Linked DNA regions of Zea mays: all the other regions are linked to region 3. The links are chromatin contacts, called in public Hi-C maps. All regions are on one chromosome and are shown on one strand. The core of a region is the stretch at or near the end of the contact, and the rest is flanking DNA. Distances in the headings are between cores, read along the strand shown. Region 1 holds the start of LOC100278534. Region 2 holds the start of LOC103629287 (ras-related protein RABD2c). Region 3 holds the start of LOC103629289 (protein argonaute 1B). Region 4 holds the start of LOC100274052.

What was found. A called contact is a pair of places that touch in the nucleus more often than the background predicts.
Region 1: a Hi-C map of leaf shows a contact between it and region 3, with 6 times the contacts expected there. The contact joins the promoter of LOC100278534 here to the promoter of LOC103629289 in region 3. A contact is called at or near these places in 8 of 25 Hi-C or Micro-C datasets (ear, endosperm, leaf and 2 more).
Region 2: a Hi-C map of leaf shows a contact between it and region 3, with 2.3 times the contacts expected there. The contact joins the promoter of LOC103629287 here to the promoter of LOC103629289 in region 3. A contact is called at or near these places in 3 of 25 Hi-C or Micro-C datasets (ear and leaf).
Region 4: a Hi-C map of ear shows a contact between it and region 3, with 2.6 times the contacts expected there. The contact joins the promoter of LOC100274052 here to the promoter of LOC103629289 in region 3. A contact is called at or near these places in 6 of 25 Hi-C or Micro-C datasets (bundle sheath, ear, leaf and 2 more) and 1 of 3 datasets of contacts at active chromatin or transcription factors (leaf).

Annotation. Positions count from the first base shown.
Region 1 is chr6:51,487,821-51,490,520 of Zm-B73-REFERENCE-NAM-5.0, forward strand. LOC100278534 reads left to right here and starts at 1,377. Exons shown (of 9, transcript NM_001151778.2): 1 at 1,377-1,778; 2 at 1,875-2,033; 3 at 2,410-2,463; 4 at 2,585-2,644. The coding sequence starts at 1,482.
Region 2 is chr6:50,722,415-50,725,114 of Zm-B73-REFERENCE-NAM-5.0, forward strand. It overlaps LOC103629287 (ras-related protein RABD2c), which reads left to right and starts at 1,296. Exons shown (of 8, transcript XM_008650456.4): 1 at 1,296-1,607; 2 at 1,697-1,769; 3 at 1,878-1,925; 4 at 2,076-2,123. The coding sequence starts at 1,588.
Region 3 is chr6:51,071,475-51,074,174 of Zm-B73-REFERENCE-NAM-5.0, forward strand. LOC103629289 (protein argonaute 1B) reads left to right here and starts at 1,268. Exons shown (of 23, transcript XR_002263241.3): 1 at 1,268-1,581.
Region 4 is chr6:50,594,859-50,597,558 of Zm-B73-REFERENCE-NAM-5.0, forward strand. It overlaps LOC100274052, which reads right to left and starts at 1,317. Exons shown (of 12, transcript NM_001148432.1): 1 at 816-1,317; 2 at 343-710. The coding sequence starts at 975.

The DNA.
Region 1 (2,700 bases), core at 127-2,626, 420 kb after region 3:
TTCGCCGCTTTACTGACCGATCTGACAGGAAAACAGCGCTGTTCGCCCCGCTCCCGTTACCGTGCCAACCACCAGGATAAAACTGAGCCACGATCTCCCACGAGTTCGGCCTCGGGCGCAACATGGAGCTCCACCTCGCCCGACCTCAGGCCTCGGCCTCAGCCTCATCCTCGGAAGAAGATCTCCGCCTCGCCCGGCCTCAGGCCTCGGCCTCAGCCTCGGCCTCGGAAGAAGATCTCCGCCTCGCCCGACCCCAGGCCTCGGCCTCAAGAGAAGTCTTCGCCTCGCCCGACCTGGGCCTCGGACCGACTACGCTACAGGGGATGCATCATTACCCTACTCCTAGCTAGCTGCCTCAGGCTATGAAGGAACAAGACCGGTGTCCCATCTAAGGTTACTCCGGTAACAGGTAATGATGGTTTCCCGTGTGCGCCCATGACGTCGGATTGCTCTCAACCACCTACAGAAGCAAGACAACGTCAGCAGGATCTATGCCACACCGACAGCTGTGCTTCTACAGGGCTCAAGGCACTTCTCCGATGGCCACGTTAGCTCGTGCACATGGCTTAAGGTGCTTCCCCGCTAGCCACGTTAGCACATAGCTACACCCCATTGTACAGCTGGACATCTCCTTGTATCTATAAAAGGGGATGTCCAGGGCCTTCCTAAGGCACGTTGAACGACGTTGAACAACGGGGGACGTTGGGGACAGAAGGGGAGAGGTTCACGACCACGCGAAGATACGTTGACATTGAGACAGAGACACATAGGGACTCTCTCTCTCTCGCTCTCGCCCTCGCTCCCTCGCGCGATGCTTGTAACCCCTACTACGAGCACCCCGGTGCGAGATAACATAAGCCCCATTTCCCTCTCGTGTTCCATCTTGCATCAACCCATCTGGGCAGGGACACGCAGCAACAAATTTACTGGTCGGTTGACGGTCCTTGCGGGTCCGAAACGCCAACACGTCTAAACCAGATTTGCTCAAACCAGATGTCATTGTGTCGTGCCACATTGGAGCGTATTAATGAAAGTTCAGAAATCTAATTGACACAACATGCCAAGTTTAGAGATCCATCATGTTAAGTTTAGGGACCAAGTAACTTTAATGTGGCACGCTATATCAATATCTAGTTGGAGGAAACCTTGTTTTGAATGAGCTACCAATTATTAGCATTTTTTCTGGTTTTGAGAGCACAGGGATTTATGTGATACCACATGCCAAATTCGAAAACCGCAAATATATTTTACTCAAAAGGAGTAACAGCAACGGTAACCCATTAATCACAAAGAAAACAAAACTAATGGACCTAAAGTAGTAGCCGAGAGCCCAGCAAAGAAGGCATCCACTCCCACTCGGCCACTCCCCATGCTTTCCTTGCGCAACCCAGCCCCGGCGCCCCGCTGACCTGGTCGGGTGCGCCTCCGCAGCTGCCGCTCCGGTGCCCCCAGGCCGCAGGCCGCTGTCCTCCTGTGATGCCATGGTGATTTGGAGTTGCTCTTCTTGTCTCCATGGATTCATTCCCAGAGCGGCATGGAGGAGGCACTACCCACTCTTGTCTCCCAGGCCTCCTGCATCGCCGCCGCCTATCCACCACTTCTCCTCCGCTAGACGGTCCACCAAGAAATCTGCCCCAAAGGCGCCAATGGGCTCTTCCATTCCTGCCGCAAAGGCGCTAATAGACTCTTCCAGAGAGCCCTTCTATGTCATCCGCAAGGGGGATGTCATTGGCGTCTATAAGAACCTCAGTGATTGCCAAGCCCAAGCCAGCAAATCGGTGAGGGCGATAGACAGACCTTTCCTTCTCTTACCACCTGCGCTGATTGCTTATTTCTTTCTTATGAGATATCAAATGTATCCTGCTCCGACGTAGGTACTTCATCCTTCAGTCACTGTCTACAAAGGCTATTCTCTGCGTAAAGAAACTGAGGAATATCTTGCTGCACGTGGGTTCAGGAACGCTGTCTGTTCCATTGGTGCAGCGGATGCAAGTGACGAATTGTTTGGCGATCTGGTTCCCTGCCCTTTTCAGGTAAACAACGGCAGTGCTCTATGTCCAGTGTTTTAACACTACAGATTTATTTGATTCCTATGGTCTACTTTTTTTTTGTCCCCCTTGAACCAGTTCGTGTCATGGTGTCCGTTCATATAGTAACATATAAAGCAACTTTTTATCATCACGGAAAATAGTTTCATGTTTGTACTTTATATTAGGTAGTAGTATCTATCTCAGCAGCCCTCGGCAACTGCCCTTGATTCTGAGAGCCTTACCTTGTCTAACACGACTTAAGCGTTAAGCTGATCTTTTCAAAGTTACATCTTCAGGTGGTTGTGCCGCTACTTGATTTTGCTTTCTTTTTTCCATGGCATTTATTGCACAGTACTGATTTATGCAAGTTTCATTTCAGCAACCTGATGAGAACACACAATCTATTTTGAAAATGTCACAGGGACAGGAGATGGTAAGATTATTTATTTCCTTCATGATAATCATGAATGTATGGTCTCTTCAAAGGTGTTCCCTACAATACTTATGAATTTGTTATTATCTTGTTTACTCACACTGGCAATCGTTTTTTGAAGGAAACAAGATCATCAGAGCATCCCAAAGTTGCTGATCTGGAACCATTACCAGATAGCGAAGTGAGTATGAATGAAATATGCTTACTTCTGCCTTTCTTGTCTGATCTGTTATGTAC
Region 2 (2,700 bases), core at 46-2,545, 350 kb before region 3:
TTGGGTTATGACTGCACGAACCATCAAGATGATATGTATTCATTTTGTGATTTGGGCATATGGTTTGCTAACTCATCATCTTACAAATGTGATTACAATGTTGGATATGATCATCATCTCGAGTTTCTTGGACATTGTAGTTGGACTGACAATGATGGAGTTGACATGCTCGTTTGTTTCAGCTTTTTTCTAACGAACTTTTCTGAAAGTCTGACTATTAAGAGAATATATTGTGGAGATTATGTGTAGAGTAAGATGAAAGGTTTCATAGTGTTTAGGGTCTACATAGTGTTTAGGGTCTACAAAATGACGGATTTTTACTATCATGACGATTTGGTCGATTCTAAGTTTATGCTGATTTTAGACGGTTTTCACTAAAACAATTCTCACACTTAAACCTGTTCGTTGTGACTTTAATCCACCCACTTCTGTTTTTTCTATAGTATTTTGTCTCTATTAATTGCAGTTGCAGCAGTCCGAACGACTTTAATGTAGCCGCAGCGAAAAGTTAAATGTTTGGAGTTCATAGTAACTTCTTGACGGCTAGAAGCTATAAATAAGCTGAAACAAATACCTAAAGACATGGAAATGAAACATGCAGGATGGAATATCAGTAGAGTGCTAGTCTGGCCCGGAGTGGGCTGGGCCGGTGATCCCCAATTCCTAGTAGTGGGTAGTGGCCAGACTGCAAGCGGCCGACGAGTTTTTTGCTATTATAATATTGATTTTGTGGGGCTTCTCTCCTTTAGTACTCTCAATTTGTTCTTCTCTGTAATAGTATTTATAAGTTAATTTATCCTTCAAAATAGTACTCTAACCTCTTTTAATCATTTTCTTTTTTATTTCTCACCAGTGACTATATTGCATCTCTCTATTTTCTTCTCTCCTTGCTCCTCATCGTCGGCTCGACTCCTCTCTCTTCTCGCATACAAAAAAAAACATTGCAGCAGCACGCCGGCGCTGCTGGATGGTGACCGTGCGGCCAACTGCCACCCCTTGCTACGGTCTAAACCACCAGACAGAAGATAGGAGTGTTGCATCGTCTTTCATTCCTGCGTCTCTGCCTGGATTATTTGTGTTTCTGTTATTTATATAGCTGCGAGGGTAACGATAGGGTCAATTTATGTGCTGAGAAATAAAAAAAGAAAATAAAAATGATTGAAAATGGTTAGAATACTATTTTGAAGGATGAATCAACTTGTAGATACTATTATAGAGAAGACTAAAATGAGAGTACTAAAAGAGAGAAACCTATTGAAATCAGTACTATAATAGCAAATAACTCAGCAGCCGACGCCGAGGTCGTCCCTGTGCCCGTGTGCGGGTGCGGCGGGTCGCGGCGCCACTGCCGTAGCCAGAGCGGCCCTATTAACTTGGCCAACTCGACTCCGCTGACCCGTGACGCGGTGGCCGTGGCGAGTGGAGGAAGAAAAGCTGCCCCACTTTGCTTCGCTTCTCCGCTCCCTGCCTTCTTTCTTTCTTCCGCGATTGTGCTGTGTCCAACTCAAACAACAACAGCAACAACAAAGAAACCTCCCCTTCATCGTATCCAAACTCCACCACCACCATCATCGAATCGAAACCGCCATGACCACCAGCATCGAGTAGTAAGTCCCGCCTTCTCCGCCAGCCAACCCTCTCTCTTCTTTTCTTTGCTGGGCCTGGGATAAATAAACGGTTCCGCCTCCTGATGCAGCGACTATCTCTTCAAGCTGCTCCTCATCGGCGACTCCTCCGTCGGCAAGTCCTGCCTCCTCCTCCGTTTCGCCGTAAGTTTCCCTCCTCATATTTGTTCCTGTAGTTTATTGATTGGGTACGCGACTGCTTCTATTCCTGACAAAAGCAGCTTCCTTTGATTTTGATCCACATATATACAGGACGATTCGTACGTTGACACCTACATCAGTACCATCGGCGTTGATTTCGTCAGTACAAATACATCTCTCTCTCTCTCTCTCTCTTCTTACCATATTGTTCTATCTACTCATTATTCCTGGATCATCTACTAACTGCGACCGGCTGGCCCAATTTTATTAACCCCTCCTTTTGTTCTTGCTAACGGCCTGCTTTTTCAGAAAATCCGCACCATCGACCTCGATGGAAAGACTGTCAAGCTACAGATTGTAAGCTCATCCATTCACCCATTTTTACTTGTGGATTATTGCCGTTGCCATGTGTTGCACTATTGGATTCATTCATGTCCTGCGGTGTCAGGATATGATACTTGGTTTTCTATGTCATACTAGATCATAATTCCATTCAACCAAACACAAGGTTAGGAGGTACGAATATCATAGACCCTTGTATCTGCAACATGGGTTATTTCATCCGAGGACGTTAAGCACATTTCTTTCGAGGAAAAAAAAGAACGCTAGACAGCACAAACCGTAAAAGTTACTGGCACATGGTCAATTGCGTCTATGCATTGTTCAAACACAATTTGGATGTAGCGATTGTTCATATGCAACTCGATGCATTCTGTTGTTCCTTATTATTCTGTGCATAGTTTTTCAAACACAATTTAGATTTGGAATAACACAAGGCCATAATAACAAGGGGATGATGTGTTTGGAGTCCTCAGTGGCACCACCTCCATTCTCGAATATTTGTCGCCCGCTAGTTCATTTTTGAACTAAAACACGACAAATAAAAAAGAACGGAGGAGGTACTTTATTAGCATCAGTAGTCACGCACCAGCAA
Region 3 (2,700 bases), core at 18-2,517:
GTTTAGAATTGGGTATCGATTCATGCTTTCTTTGGGCCTCTCATAAGCCATTTAAAGCTAGAGACAATTAGAGTGCACCACATTAAAGTCACTAGGCCTATCTACTTATAGTATTATAGTTATCTACTTAAAGACATTGGATATACTTCATTCCTCGATCAGGGTCTCTCGGTTCAATCAGACAATAATACCTACCCAGTGCAACTGATAAACATACAGACTTACCAGATTTGACATTTATCTTATATATCTTTATTCTTTACCCCAAGTATTGATTGCATTCAATCAAATACTAAATATTGTTTTCTCATGTTTGTTTGGTGATGACATCATGTGGAGTTTTGCATGGAATGGCAAAGCTAGAAGCTTAAATAAAAAGGCACAACCCTCAAAATGGAGTATATCCAATGCAGATGGCTCCGATGATGAAGTTTCTTCATGTACAATCTTAGAGGAAGGCCTTGATTATCCAATATGCTGGAAATCCTTCAACCTTGTGGAGAATATTTCCTATATCTTGTGCTGTGACCACAAAATGTGCGAAAACTTGTTTATAGTTTTTTACATTTGAAGTGGTGATAATTTAAAATTTCTTTATGAATTTGACATGTGAATAGTTGTGAGTTCTTATTCCTTTACATTTGCCTTAGTATTCAAATGATTGCAACATAAATGTATTGAATTATCTCTATGATACTTTATTGTAAAGATTTGGACGTGTTTGAATAATTATCCTATTTAAATAAGATTTAACTATGTGATATATAGCCGTAGCGACAAGCTATCCAATTGAGATCGACTGCAACCGATGGCAAACCATCCAACTATGTTCGCTTAGGGACGGTCGATATTCACATCGCATTCACAATCTCAATGTATCTTAATGAAATGTATATGTGCCTAGTTAGTTGATATTTTAGATAAAAAACAATGCACCACCAATTATTAACTCTATATTTAGATGAACCAAAGCTAAAAATTAACCTGCTCTATGCATGTATCCGAGTACGTCCATAGGCTAGTAGAACATGCATATAGGAATGGCGTACGTTGATCAACGCAACGGAGGCGCAGCTACAACAATTGATTTGCATACGTTTCATCACGTTTTTCTATAAATCCTAGCTTAAACCCTGCACCCCACGTGAGGTTAGAGAGGAGGGACTGCTTGTGGGCCGTAGACATCAGGGCCCGGCCTGGCTCGGACAAATGAGGCCCACAAAGGGCCAGCTCGTCGTGATCTGTCGGCCGGCTCTCGCTCTGTAGCGCGCGCGCGCACACAGTCACACACACGGGGGCTCCGCTCTCAGGTATCAGACACTCTCACACTCAGACAGACACGGAGACACCACGGGCGGGCCCCACCCAGTGGCGTGGCGTCATCCTTTTCACTTGGGGACTGCCCTCTTGCTTCTCCCTTTCCTTCACTTCACCTCGAAATCCAAGGAAAGCCAACCAACAAACACAGTGAGTGGAGCACGAGCGCGCTGAGTGGAGCAAGAGAGTTGGAGCTTGGAGCCCCTCCAGTGCTAAGCTAGGGTTCCATCCCCACCAGCGCCGCCCGCTCCCTTTCTCCGTCCGGTATCAGCATCGCCCTCCCTTCTCCGCTGTTCCGTCCGTACGTGTAGATAGATCTGTCTGTCCGTCGCTCTCTTACGGTTTTTTTTTTCTTGGTCACCCCCCCCCCCCCCCCCCCCCCCCCCCCCCCTCTGTATCTCTCGGTCGCCGCGCCGCGCCACCGTTGCTGCATGACCTCCATAGAGAGCATGTAGGGTAATTTGCCCGTCGATTGGATGGGATCTATCCCGTCCCTGCTCGAGTCCATCCGATCCGTTCAGGCGTTTCCCTAGTTGCGCTGTTGCCTTCTCCTGTGTATCGTTGATCTACTCGCGTTCCATCCACTGGTTAGTTTTTTTAGCCCTTATCCAAATCTGCTGTGAAGGGGTGTTTGAATGTACTAGAGCCTGCCAAAATTAGCTCCAAACAGTCTAGCTAATAGTTTAGTTATTAGCTACTTTTAGCAAATTAGCTAATACTAGTTAGCTAGCTAAGGGGGTGTTAATAGTTAGTTGGCTAAAAAATTGCTATTGAAATTAGCTAGCTAACAAATAGTTAGCTGACTATTAACTAATTTACTAAAAATAGCTAATAGTTGAAGTATTAGCTAGGATGTTTGAATGTCTCCAGCTAATTTTAGCCACTAACTATTAGCTCTAGTGCATTCAAACACCCCCTAAATTTATTAGAGCTAATAGTTAGTTGGCTAAAAAATTGCTAGTGGAATTAGCTAGCTAACAAATAGCTAGCTAACTATTAACTAATTTACTAAAAATAGCTAATAGTTGAACTATTATCTAGGGTGTTTGGATGTCTCCAGCTAATTTTAGCCACTACTATTAGCTCTAGTGCATTCAAACATCCCAAAAATTCCAATAGCAATTTTTTAGCAACTGACTATTAGCTCCATTGCATTCAAACACCCCTAAATACCCCCTAAATGGTATGGCAGGGAAGTGTAACATCAGACCAGTAGCCACAACCCACAACAGGACTCTCATCGCCACATTACTTGCTCTAGAATAATATAATGCCTTCTGAGACGGGACTGGTTTATTTTGACTTGTGCATGTCCCCACGCACCACGTGCATCATTTCTGATCATTTGCCACTGATAATGTATTTCCACGCATCATATCCTTC
Region 4 (2,700 bases), core at 67-2,566, 480 kb before region 3:
GTTTCGCAAAGCAGAAGCAGCAGCCGAGTGCGCTGTGGCGAAGAATTGCTCTAGCATGACGTGACTTCCTCCGCAAAAGCAGAGCATGGGAGACAGAGAAAGGAGAGAGAGCGGAGGGACCGCGATAAAGGTGGAAGTTGTTGCCTGCGTTTGCCATTGCCCTCAGTTTTATCTGTTCCACTGTGTAGTCTGTAGCGGCTTTTTGTTGAGACCAACGTCTGATGCTGCCTACGTTGGTGCTGCTCTGATGAGGTCGATTGCATAGTTCTAACTTGTAGTAACTGACATGGGAGTGGGAGGGGGAGCAAATTTTGACCAGGGCATGACATGGAAAGTGCGTACCACCAATGGCGGGATGTCATCGCCGTCGTTGTACCTGGCTCTGTGCACCATGACCTCGTCCTCGCACCAGAGGAAGACGGGGATGTAGAAGTGGTATATCCGGGCCTTCTCGGCGTCCGACAGCTGGAGCTCGTTGAGGCGGAAGAGGCGCGCCACCCTAGCCCCGGCGAGAAGCCAGCGGTCGATGGACTCGGTGATCTTCTCACTGGTGTAGCCGATCCTGTCCACCAGCGGGCCGCAGCAGATGAAGTCATACAGGTCCTGCACGGACGCGATGAGCGCCGGGGTCGACGACGACGACGAGGAGGGGATGGCGCGCGGCGGCGCGGCCGTGGTCCAGTGGCCCAGCAGCGGGCACGACAAGAACGCTGGGCGGGCGGCGACGAGGTAAGAAATCAGACGCCACTTTCTTCTCGTCTATATGTATAATCATCATCGCTGTGCGCCTGTGCCGAAGAGAGAAGAAAGATTACCTTTTCTCGACGAGGGAGCGGCAGCGACGGCGAGCGGGCAGGAGGCCGCCGCCCTGCGGGGGTGGTACGGCGAGCGGGCGAGGAAGACAGGCGGGGCTGCCGCGTGGTGGTGAGCGGCGGCGGAGGAGGGCGGCGGCAGCGCGGCGTGGAGCGGCGCCATTGCGTCAATCCAGCACCGGATCCCGACGAGGCCGGAGCCTTCGGCGAGAGAGACGTGGGGTTGAAGGGGATGAGGCGGAGGGGATTAGGATTTAGGAAGAGGATTGGGCGCGGGGCGCAGGCAGCCTCTCGATGCAGCTCCTGCTGCCCGCCGCGCGGCCGGTCGCTTTCGCCATTCCGTTTGGCGTCTCTAGGCTCAGCTCAGCTCCCCGACACGGCAAGGCGGCACGCTCAGCTAGTCAGCTGTCAGCTCAAACATGGTGCCATGTCATGGCCTGCTGGTGCTGGCGGCTGCACGGATGCCGGCTGGCCACAGAAGATGTTCAATGGTTGGTATGTGGTTTACTGGCAGCGACGTCACAGACTCACAGTCAGTCAGACGACACGAGCCGGGGGCTGTGAACGACCGAGCGGGAAGGTGTTCGGCGAGATGCCTCGCCTCCCGCAAAAGAGCCTTGATGAAATGGAGAAGGCAATCGATTGGGAGTCCTTGTTTTGTTCTTCCTGTCTTCCTTCGTTTTACTACTTCCCTCCCTAATGATCAGCCTTGTATATGCAACAAAAACCCTCCTTCCATCCAGGACAAAACCTGAATGCAAACCATCTCCAAGAATGGTGTCAATGTAAGGGTCCTAACCAACCAGCAAATTTGTGCTACCTGTCCCAGTTCAGATGGGTGATATAACAAGACACAAGATTTATCTTGGTTCGAGCAATAGAAGGCCATACTTATAATAGGAGGATGAGACTTATATTATCTTGCACTTAAGTGCTCGTAGTACGGGGTACAAGCTATCCAAGAGAGGGAGTAGATCACAAGTATCTTGTGAGTGCTTGAGGCAAGTGCCAGTATCGAACATGGAGGGCAAACGGTGAAGTGTTGACCCATGTCCCTTACAGGCTCTGGACTCCCCCTTTTATAGTCGCAAGGAGGGAACCCAGCAGTACAAGGATTGTCGTAATATGGAGAGGCGAGCCCGAGCCCCTGTAGCAGTATAGCCTCCGGGATGGCCCTTGTACTGGCAGTTGCCTTTGATCATGAAAGGGAAATGTGCCCTTGGGCCATTTTTATAAATGTTTTGGTGATTAGATGCCCAACTCATATTGTTTTGGTTGATATGTTAAGGGTTAAAGAGATGCAAATCAAGAATCAAGGTATAACTCTAGCCTTAGTGAATTGTTTTTGGTACTAACATATTCCTCTAAGTGTTAGGAACCTTGTCAAATCAAATGAGATTGGATTGGAGAAGGTTGGCTGCATCCAGCCAGACTTGCACCAGTCTGCAGTGCACCGGACTGTCCGGTGTGCACCGGACAGTGTCCGGTGCCAAGGCTGGCGCGCTCGACGAACTCGGTGCTCTTGGAAAAGTTGGAGGAGTCACGACTATAATTCACCGGACTGCCCGGTGTGCACCAGACTGTCCGGTGAGCTAGCCACACCCGCGCCAACGGTCGGTAGCGCAATCAACGTGCAATCAGCGGGCGACGCGTGCCTTGTGCCGACGGTCACCAGGTCACACCGGACTGTCCAGTGCGCCACCGGTGATGAAGCTGAGGTGCCCGATCTTTCGGCGAGTAGAGATAATTCCGATTTGGCGGAAGATGACCCTTGCGATCCGACTACGACGAGCAAGCCCGAGGCGCCAATGCAATCGCTGAACCAACTCCCTGTGGTTATCGACCTTGCTGATGCGAGATCGGCCTGATCACGAAGATCGTTTCCTGT